Linked DNA regions of Zea mays: region 1 is linked to region 2. Evidence: chromatin contacts called from public Hi-C data. All regions are on one chromosome and are shown on one strand. The core of a region is the stretch at or near the end of the contact, and the rest is flanking DNA. Distances in the headings are between cores, read along the strand shown. Region 1 holds the start of LOC103628940. Region 2 holds the start of LOC100383436.

What was found. A called contact is a pair of places that touch in the nucleus more often than the background predicts.
Region 1: a Hi-C map of endosperm shows a contact between it and region 2, with 2.6 times the contacts expected there. The contact joins the promoter of LOC103628940 here to the promoter of LOC100383436 in region 2. A contact is called at or near these places in 8 of 25 Hi-C or Micro-C datasets (bundle sheath, ear, endosperm and 2 more).

The regions. Positions count from the first base shown.
Region 1 is chr6:6,833,911-6,838,009 of Zm-B73-REFERENCE-NAM-5.0, reverse strand. It overlaps LOC103628940, which reads left to right and starts at 2,805. Exons shown (of 1, transcript XM_008650130.3): 1 at 2,805-4,099.
Region 2 is chr6:6,552,324-6,556,291 of Zm-B73-REFERENCE-NAM-5.0, reverse strand. LOC100383436 reads right to left here and starts at 2,591. Exons shown (of 8, transcript NM_001176086.1): 1 at 2,513-2,591; 2 at 2,251-2,311; 3 at 1,105-1,238; 4 at 936-1,009; 5 at 345-842. The coding sequence starts at 1,192. LOC100277191 (DUF679 domain membrane protein 7) reads right to left here and starts at 3,806. Exons shown (of 1, transcript NM_001150831.1): 1 at 2,882-3,806. The coding sequence starts at 3,703. The coding sequence ends at 2,996.

The sequences.
Region 1 (4,099 bases), core at 1,556-4,055, 280 kb before region 2:
GATACACATACGTACAACCCATACGACATATATATATATAGCCAGGAGTACGTTTCATTGTTTTCCGGCCTAGCTGTAGCTAGCTAGCTAGAGATGAGCTTGCTTTTTTTTTCAAACTTGAATTCGATTCAGTGTCTGTCACGCAGCATCTTGAATTTGTTTCGTCAGTTCGAAAACGAGAAACCCTCTCCCACTCCCTGCACTGCATGGCGTATGTCATTTCCAACGACGACTTTCTTTTTCCCAGCATGCTCTCTTTCCTTTTTCTTTTCAGCCTCTTGTAATCTAGCAATGTAGTTTTTTTTTATCCGTAATATAACAATTATATGTCTTGTTTGATGACCAAGACATGCATAAGTGATCTTCTTTCTGGGTAATAGTAATTGGCGTGTGTGCCGATCGAAGGCATTCTTTCTATTCGCCCGGCATATCCCAATATCCGGTCAGCTGAAGTTATGAGTGCTTATATATGTTCATAATGCATTGTGCAGCCTTATATATGTTCATCATGTATGCAATCGATCGATTGTGTTGCGTAGCAGCTAGCATATATAGCATCTGGGCTTGGGCAGCGGCAAACGCTCCATGGCAGTGCAGGGGCGGGCAGCCTTAATTATGCATGCATGGGCAGCTACGTACAGCTAGCTGTTGCGTTTGCGTATCCATCATCCATGTATACATGATGAACAAAGGAGTATATATGCATGATAGTAGTATTGCTGCTGCAGCCTTGTTCAACACCAAAGCTGCGGGCATGTGTTGTTGTGGTGTGTCTTCTTCTTTAATTTGATGCATCCACCAACCATACTAACGTAACCACGGGATCAACATGTTTAATTAATTTAGAGTCCCCATCTTCTTCACGTTCCGTACGTGGTGTGGTAGCTAGCGGCGGCAAGCAACAGCACCAGCAACTGCTTTAATTTGAAGCAGCAGCAGCAGCAGCAGCAGCAGCAGCTAGCTAGCAGAGAGAGAGAGATATCGTCGATGGAGAGACATGGAAGCCACGCCGCGGCCAAAATGTTGGGAGAAGACGGAACAAACCGCCGTGTGACAGCATCATATATATTCCACTGCACGAATAATCAATGCCCCCAAGCTGTTCCAGATCGATGGAACAGCTAACGCATACGACGGCGACTGTTGGTGATGAGCTAGACGAGATCACTGCAATGCAATGCAATGGAATTCATTGCATATAAAACCACCGGGGTCCGGGCACAGCACAGGATGAGTAGCGTGGACCCCACCACCGGTCAACCACGTACGGCCACGCACACGAGTATTACTACTATAGCTGTTCCAACGACGCGTGCATCATCGTCGATGGAAGACCGTGCCGCTCATGTCCCCAATCAATGCAAATCCTACTAAGATATATAATCACCCCTCTCGTCCTCCTAAACCCCACGTACGGTACGAGCTGAGCGCCTAGACAAGATATCATAGAAACTTGTAATAACAACAATAATGATCTTCTATTCTATGGGACTGGGAGGGAGGCATGCATGATTGCTGCATGGGGGTCGTCACTCTGGTCTGACTGTGCCGCCGCCTCAAAAGGCGGTTGCTGCAGCCAACCAAGCGTCGACGCCATGCCTCAAACTGATGCCCATTTCCAGGCCATCATTCCTTGCCTTTGCCCCCCTATGGCTATGCACATGCATACGGGGTATACCCAGCCCAGTGGCCTCTGTCCCCAAAGACAAATCTCTCGTACTCCCTGCCCACTGCCCGCCCGCCTTTCAAACTCCGCTGTTTCTTTCTCGGTGCTCTTGGAAACCTACATTCCCGCTAATTATCCTTAGACACCGGAGTATGTAAACAAGTACACAAAAATAAAATATAAACTCATTAGAGAGAGTGGATCGGAGGTGTAGCAGGTAAGTGATAGGTTGAACCTAGACACCACACCACCAAAAACCAGCACACGGACAATTTAGAGAGGTTCAGGCCACAACATAATACCATGAGTTCTCTTATCACTTGTCAGTTGATGAACACAAAAGTGCAAAAGATCATTACAAGCTCAAAAAAACTACTAATCATCATGATCTCATATATCCTCCATGTTAGGAGTTCTACTCTATTGATCCTTAAACCACATTTAAGGATGTTAGGAGTTCTACTCTAATCAAAGAGACATGTTGGTTTAGATGTCTAGATCTCAAACTGTTCTTACAAAGTAGTTCCCATAAATGTGAGAGTGCCCCTAAACTCAGAGTGCTTCGAGGACACGAGGGCCCTGAGATGCTTGGTCGTTCTCAAGGATACATGTTGGTGTAGATGTCATTTCTTCGGACCATCTCAAGATTAAGTTGCCCGAAGAGTTGTATCCTTTTTTGGACCAGGGCCAAGGCAATTCCCCAAGCCACAGGGCCCTGGTCATAGTAGTTGGTCCCATAATATATATATATATATATATATATATATATATATATATATATATATATATAATCATTGAATGCGTCTTGGCATCATCCGTGGGTATGGAATTCCTCATATACCGATAGAGGTCCACAATTCCGTCGTTGAACTGGTCTTTGCAAGTGGATCCATTTTTTGCTAGACACCTAATGATCCCAAGCATGCCCGGTTAGCACTATGCTTCTCATCGTCGAGGGGCTCCGACTAGTGTCGTGACAACCTAATGATTCCAAGCATGCTCCTGACGAGTAAGCGCAAGGGGAGGATTGAACCAAGTTGTTAGGAAGAAGCGACCCATCACAACATAGTAGATTTATACTGTGATTTAGTTGTTCCTTGGGTTCTATTTCTAGGGCTTGTTGTTGTGCTCACCTGAGGCCTATTGTCAGCCACTGTTACTGTCGGTGTCTGGACCCAAGGGCTTAACCAACCAGTGAAATAATGTTATGTGTCCTTAACCCGGATGGGTGATACAAGATGACACAAGTCTTTATCCTGGTTCGGGCAAGAGAAGGCCCTACTTCTAGCAGAAGAGGGATGAGACTTATATTACTTGCACCTAAGTGCTTGCAGTAGGGAATACAAGCTGAGGGGGAGATGGAAGAATCCCAAGTCTCTAGGGTTGATTGAAGCTAGTGCCAATATCGTAATGGAGCAGAAAACCGTGAAGTGTTCGCTCGCCCTCCTGATGCCGCAAACTATCCTATTTATAGCCTTATCAGGGGCTGCCTGGAGTACTGGAGTTGGCTCAATACTGTGAGGCATGTACTCTTGTCGTATTGTACGTCCCATCGGGAGTTGGTAGACGACATGCAAACAGTGGTCGCATGCGTAATCATAGTTGGTGAAGCTTGACAGGATTGCGATCTTGTTGCTCCTGTACACCTGCAACCCTGCATGGGGTAGGTATGCACATTGAATGTTGTTGTCCCCGGTGGACTTCAGCTAAGTCTCGCCCTAGGTTTGTCTTGCTTAACCGAGGTGGGCTCACGCGAGGCGGAGACCTCCGTTCTGGGGAGAGGGGACCTCGGCCGGGACAAGAATTCTCTCGAGAACACACCCCGTCCGAGGGCAGGCTCGGGCGAGCCAGAGTTATGGTGACCCCTGAGGGAGGCCTCAGGCAAAACATGGCTTATGATCCTTCATCTTTGGGGAACGTGCTTTGATGGTGGTCTATAGGTCACGCGTGCTTTAGGGGTGTAATCTAGGTACCCTTAATTACTATACCCGACAGTTATCGTTGACTCAAAAGTCGATAATAGTCATGTTTCATATTTGCACCCCTTCTGTATGATATGGCGTACCTCAAACCTAAAACCTAATCATTAAGCGAAAGAGGTGTTACCACCGATATTTCTATGAAGAGATTAATCGGTAAGCTCTTCATTATAATAGTTAAGCAGAAGCGAAGGTGTTACCAATGATATTTCTATGAAGACATTAATCGGTTAGATCTTCACTATAAATACAGTCCACCTTCTTATAAAAAGTTTTTAAGTTTCCCGTGAATATGTTAGTTGTAAATTTACCATCCACTTTTGTTCTTTCTCCTATCCTCTTTTACGTTCCACCTTGAGGCAGGCAAGCACTCCAGCTTGGCAGGGTCAAAGTTGACGAACTTGGTAATCCTCCCACACAATGCAAGGAAGCGATGAACTAGACATGTACTACC
Region 2 (3,968 bases), core at 1,342-3,841:
TTTAGGGTTAAGGTTCGCATTCCAATAGAAGCAATCCTGGAAAAAGATTCAGCGTGAAGACCAGACATCCAGTGGTGTGATAGTGATAGTGATACAATGAGTGAACTAAGTTACCTAATAAACATTCAAATAAAAAGTCAAGTTTGATTACAATTGTGTGAACATGTTCATCAGGGATAAGATTATCATGTGAAGGAGGTGCAATACATGCCATACACGAAAAGGCAAATCTTACAGTGGTTCAGGAAAGTTAATGATTCCTTTTATAGATAAGAATTAATCACAAATACACTGTAACTTGACAAAAGAAAGGCCAGACAGTAATAACTTATAAATTTGCTTACCTGAGAAGCATGAGGGAGTTTAGCAGGAATCATACATCTATCTGGCAACTCTTGCTTCTGTGGAACTGAATTGTGCAGCTGAACCTTTGGTGGCTTTGCATAGTCCTGGAACTGCTTTGAAGGGACAATAGTAGACTGTACATGTGGATGCATAACAATGTCACTTTTTGTGGTGACGGGAGCAATTAAAGGAAATGCTGCATTTGCAGATGTTGCAGCATAACCTGGTATGCCAGGAAGAAATGCAACATTGGAGTTGGAGTGAAGATGTGTGGTCGCGCTTCCCAAGGCACTATCTTGTGCATAAGGAAGAACAGCTGGAATATAATAGGATGTCTGGGCTATTTGGCATGTGGAGTTAGCAGGGTCAGCAACATACTCCTGAGGCATAAATGAGCCATCGGGTACGAAAGAAGGATCAGAAGGGTAAGAACTGTAGGTAGGATGCACAGATCCGTTGTCTGGGGCTGCGTAGTATACGCATTGCATGCCTTCAGTCTGCAAACAACCCGAAAGGAATGGACATGTTAGAGCACATGTCTGTAAAGGGCACCAATTAAGTATCAAGTCTTTTGTATTGTATATACTAACCGGATAGAAATTATCTTGGCCATCATATCCTAAAGAGCTCGACTGGTTACACCATTCCATCTGTGATCCAACTTCTGCATTTGACAAATTGGTTACCATGAAATGAAATACTGAAAGGAGGTAAGCACCAAGGACAGGCATAATACAAAGATAGGACATTTCCTTTTACCTGCATAACCATATTGGTAGGGAGTTGCAGTAGCAGGAACAAAAACATTTTGTCCATACATTACATCAGGAGTCATTCCCATCTCCATGCAATTCACACTTTTGAACAAGCACAACTCCAATGCTCAGAGTCGGCTGGAATTAAAAGTAATAGGGCTGTTACTGATGTCATTCCATGCATAAAATAGATAAATAGAGCTGAAGGTCTGATCACTAAAAACATAGCAAGGTGTCCTGCATCACATCATTGTTCATAACCATTTTGCATCAATGCTCAACAAGCTATGGGAAGAGACACAGATAAAATGAAGAGTAGACCGGTATAGAAAGATGTGCCACAAAAGAATAAGTAAAAGTTATGTGTGGAAGTCACCGGAAACGGACGACATCATCACCAAGTTTGTTGTTGATAAAATAATAGACCAAGCAGCCATATGTCTGCATTTTAACCGATGATTTATATATCCATAAAGGCACAAGACCAATTTCATGGTCAATTAAAAAACATTATTCTTGCATTAGTACATGTATGACACATCTAAGTTTGGAAGGATACTATTACAGGTTGAACCTTTGGCTGTTTGCAAATTTAGGGTAGACATCAAGGACGGTAACCGAATCATATCTCTCCACATAGATTTGTAATAGCATACAAAACTATGTGCAAGTAATGACCGACTGTTTCCAAACCCCACCTAAAACAGAGCACCAACCTAAACCTACGACTCTGGCCTGGTGAAACATGGTAACTAGTTCCTCGACGGAGCTGTTAATGGTATCTGTAAGCAAACGCCGTGTCCTAATCATTGTGCACAAGTGGAAAAATAGGGGGTTCTCTCACGCACATGCACGGCGTCGATGATCATTGTGGAAAACTGAACCTAAGGTTTGCCATCCTAATTTTGTCTATTTCAGCCAAGGGGCCATAGGTGACAGGTGGTGGGCACGCCTAAACACAAGCATCTTGTACGCACACATAGTAGCAAGCATACAGGCAGCCCTGAGCAATGATTTCACGCCGTTTGATAGTATCCTTTATTCCCTTTCTTTTGACCTCGTTGAAGACAGCAAAGGGGGCGAATTTGCAGGACAGAACTAATCCCAACCTAGAGCATAGCACAGACAGATACAGAGGCAGCCGGCTTACCTTGCTCCTCCGGGCGGAGTGGCCTCCGATCCTTTGCTTTGCCGGTGATACAGTGGAAGGACTGGAAACGAGAGAGGAGAGGTCAGGCGAGGAGGATCATGGCGGGCGTCGCGGGGAAGGATTAAGGCAAGGACGGCGTAGATCCGGCCATTAGATTCCATCCGCATCCGCCGATTGACTGGCGCGCGACCAAAATCGATGGCGGATCCGGCCGGAGAAAGATCCGGTGCGGTGCGGTGCGGTGCCGTGCGTGTAGACTCACCCGAAACGGAACGGAGGGAGGGAGGAAGGTCGCCGGAGGGGAACGATTCCTTGGCCCGAGGAGATCCTGCAGGCGACGGGGAGGGGGGAGCGCTTGGGTTGTGGTTGACAGATGTAGGCGTCGTGCGCGAGTAACCCTAGCGCGAGGTCGGTTCGGTTCCAAAAGAAAAGAAAAAAAACAGTCGGGCCAGGCTGCGTGGCCAGATCGATTTGGTCTGGGCCGTTGCAGGCCCAACCGAACACAGCCTGCCTGATTTAGTGATTTGATCTGTGACGTGACGTGACGTGTGAGCTTCAACCTCTGAGCTGGTAGTGGCATGCCAATTGCCAACGTATATTTGCTTTGCTTCCACGTTAGGTTCTCCCTCCGTGAACGTGTGTTGTTGTCGTTTTGATTGATGAAAAAAAATATGAATAGTACATACGAACGCAGTTACATTAAGGCATTAAAGCCTCGAAGAAATTAAATTAAATTAAACTATTGTTAGGAGGAAGTGGCGGTGGCTGCGGCGACGGCATTGGCGACGACGGGGTATCCGATGCCGTGCCTGGTGGTTGGGAAGGCGACGAAGAGGAGGCTGCAGAGCACGCCAACGCCGAGCGGCAGAACGTCGAGCAGGTCCTGCGTGGCCCTGTCCGGCGTGGGCCCGTACAGGCAGACGACGACGTCCCTGTCCCTGGCGGCGACGACCCCGAAGACGGCGGCGGACAGCGCGGCGTGCACGAAGTCGATGAACGCGAGCCTGTAGCGCCCGGTGGCACCCTCGGGCAGCGGCGGCGCGCCCGGCGGGTAGTCGATGAGCCAGAGGCCCGTGCGGGTGGCGACGCCGTAGTAGACGCGGCCGTCGTGCGGGGACTTGAGGGAGTCGGTGAAGCAGGCCAGCGCGCTGGCGAGGGCGAGGAGCGCCAGGAGGCCCCGCGTGAGGAGCGACGTGGTGGCGTCGCACGCGCCGTGGTTCGTGAACGTCGGCGCCAGCAGGTTGAAGGCCAGCAGCGTGCCGGTCGGGAGCAGGTTGGCCAGGTTTGCCGTGGAGGACAGCGCCTGGGACAGCGCCGATGTCGCCGGGGATCCGCCTTGGTTCGGGAGGAGGCCGTCTTCGAGACGTGGTGGCTCGTGCTGCTGATCGGGCGTCGCCGCCGCGGCGGCTGGCCTCTGCCGTAGCGAGGCGGAGGAGGGGGGTGAAGATGCCATGTCAGGGTGGCTTAGCTTGCTTGACGATCGGATCGGTAAGGGAGATGGAGATGACGAACAGAGACGAGGATAAAGATGAAGCAGCACGTAAGCAATAGCTTGTATCTGTAGAGAAGGAAGCGAGCAGCAATAAGCAAGGTGGTGGTTGGTTGTGGAAGCGCGTGGCGGGAGATTGCTCTGCTGTTTCGTCTACCCACCCCCTTCGCGTGTCTAAAATCTAACTAATTTCGTTCAGGGATTCACGGATTATTTTTTTTCATAGGCA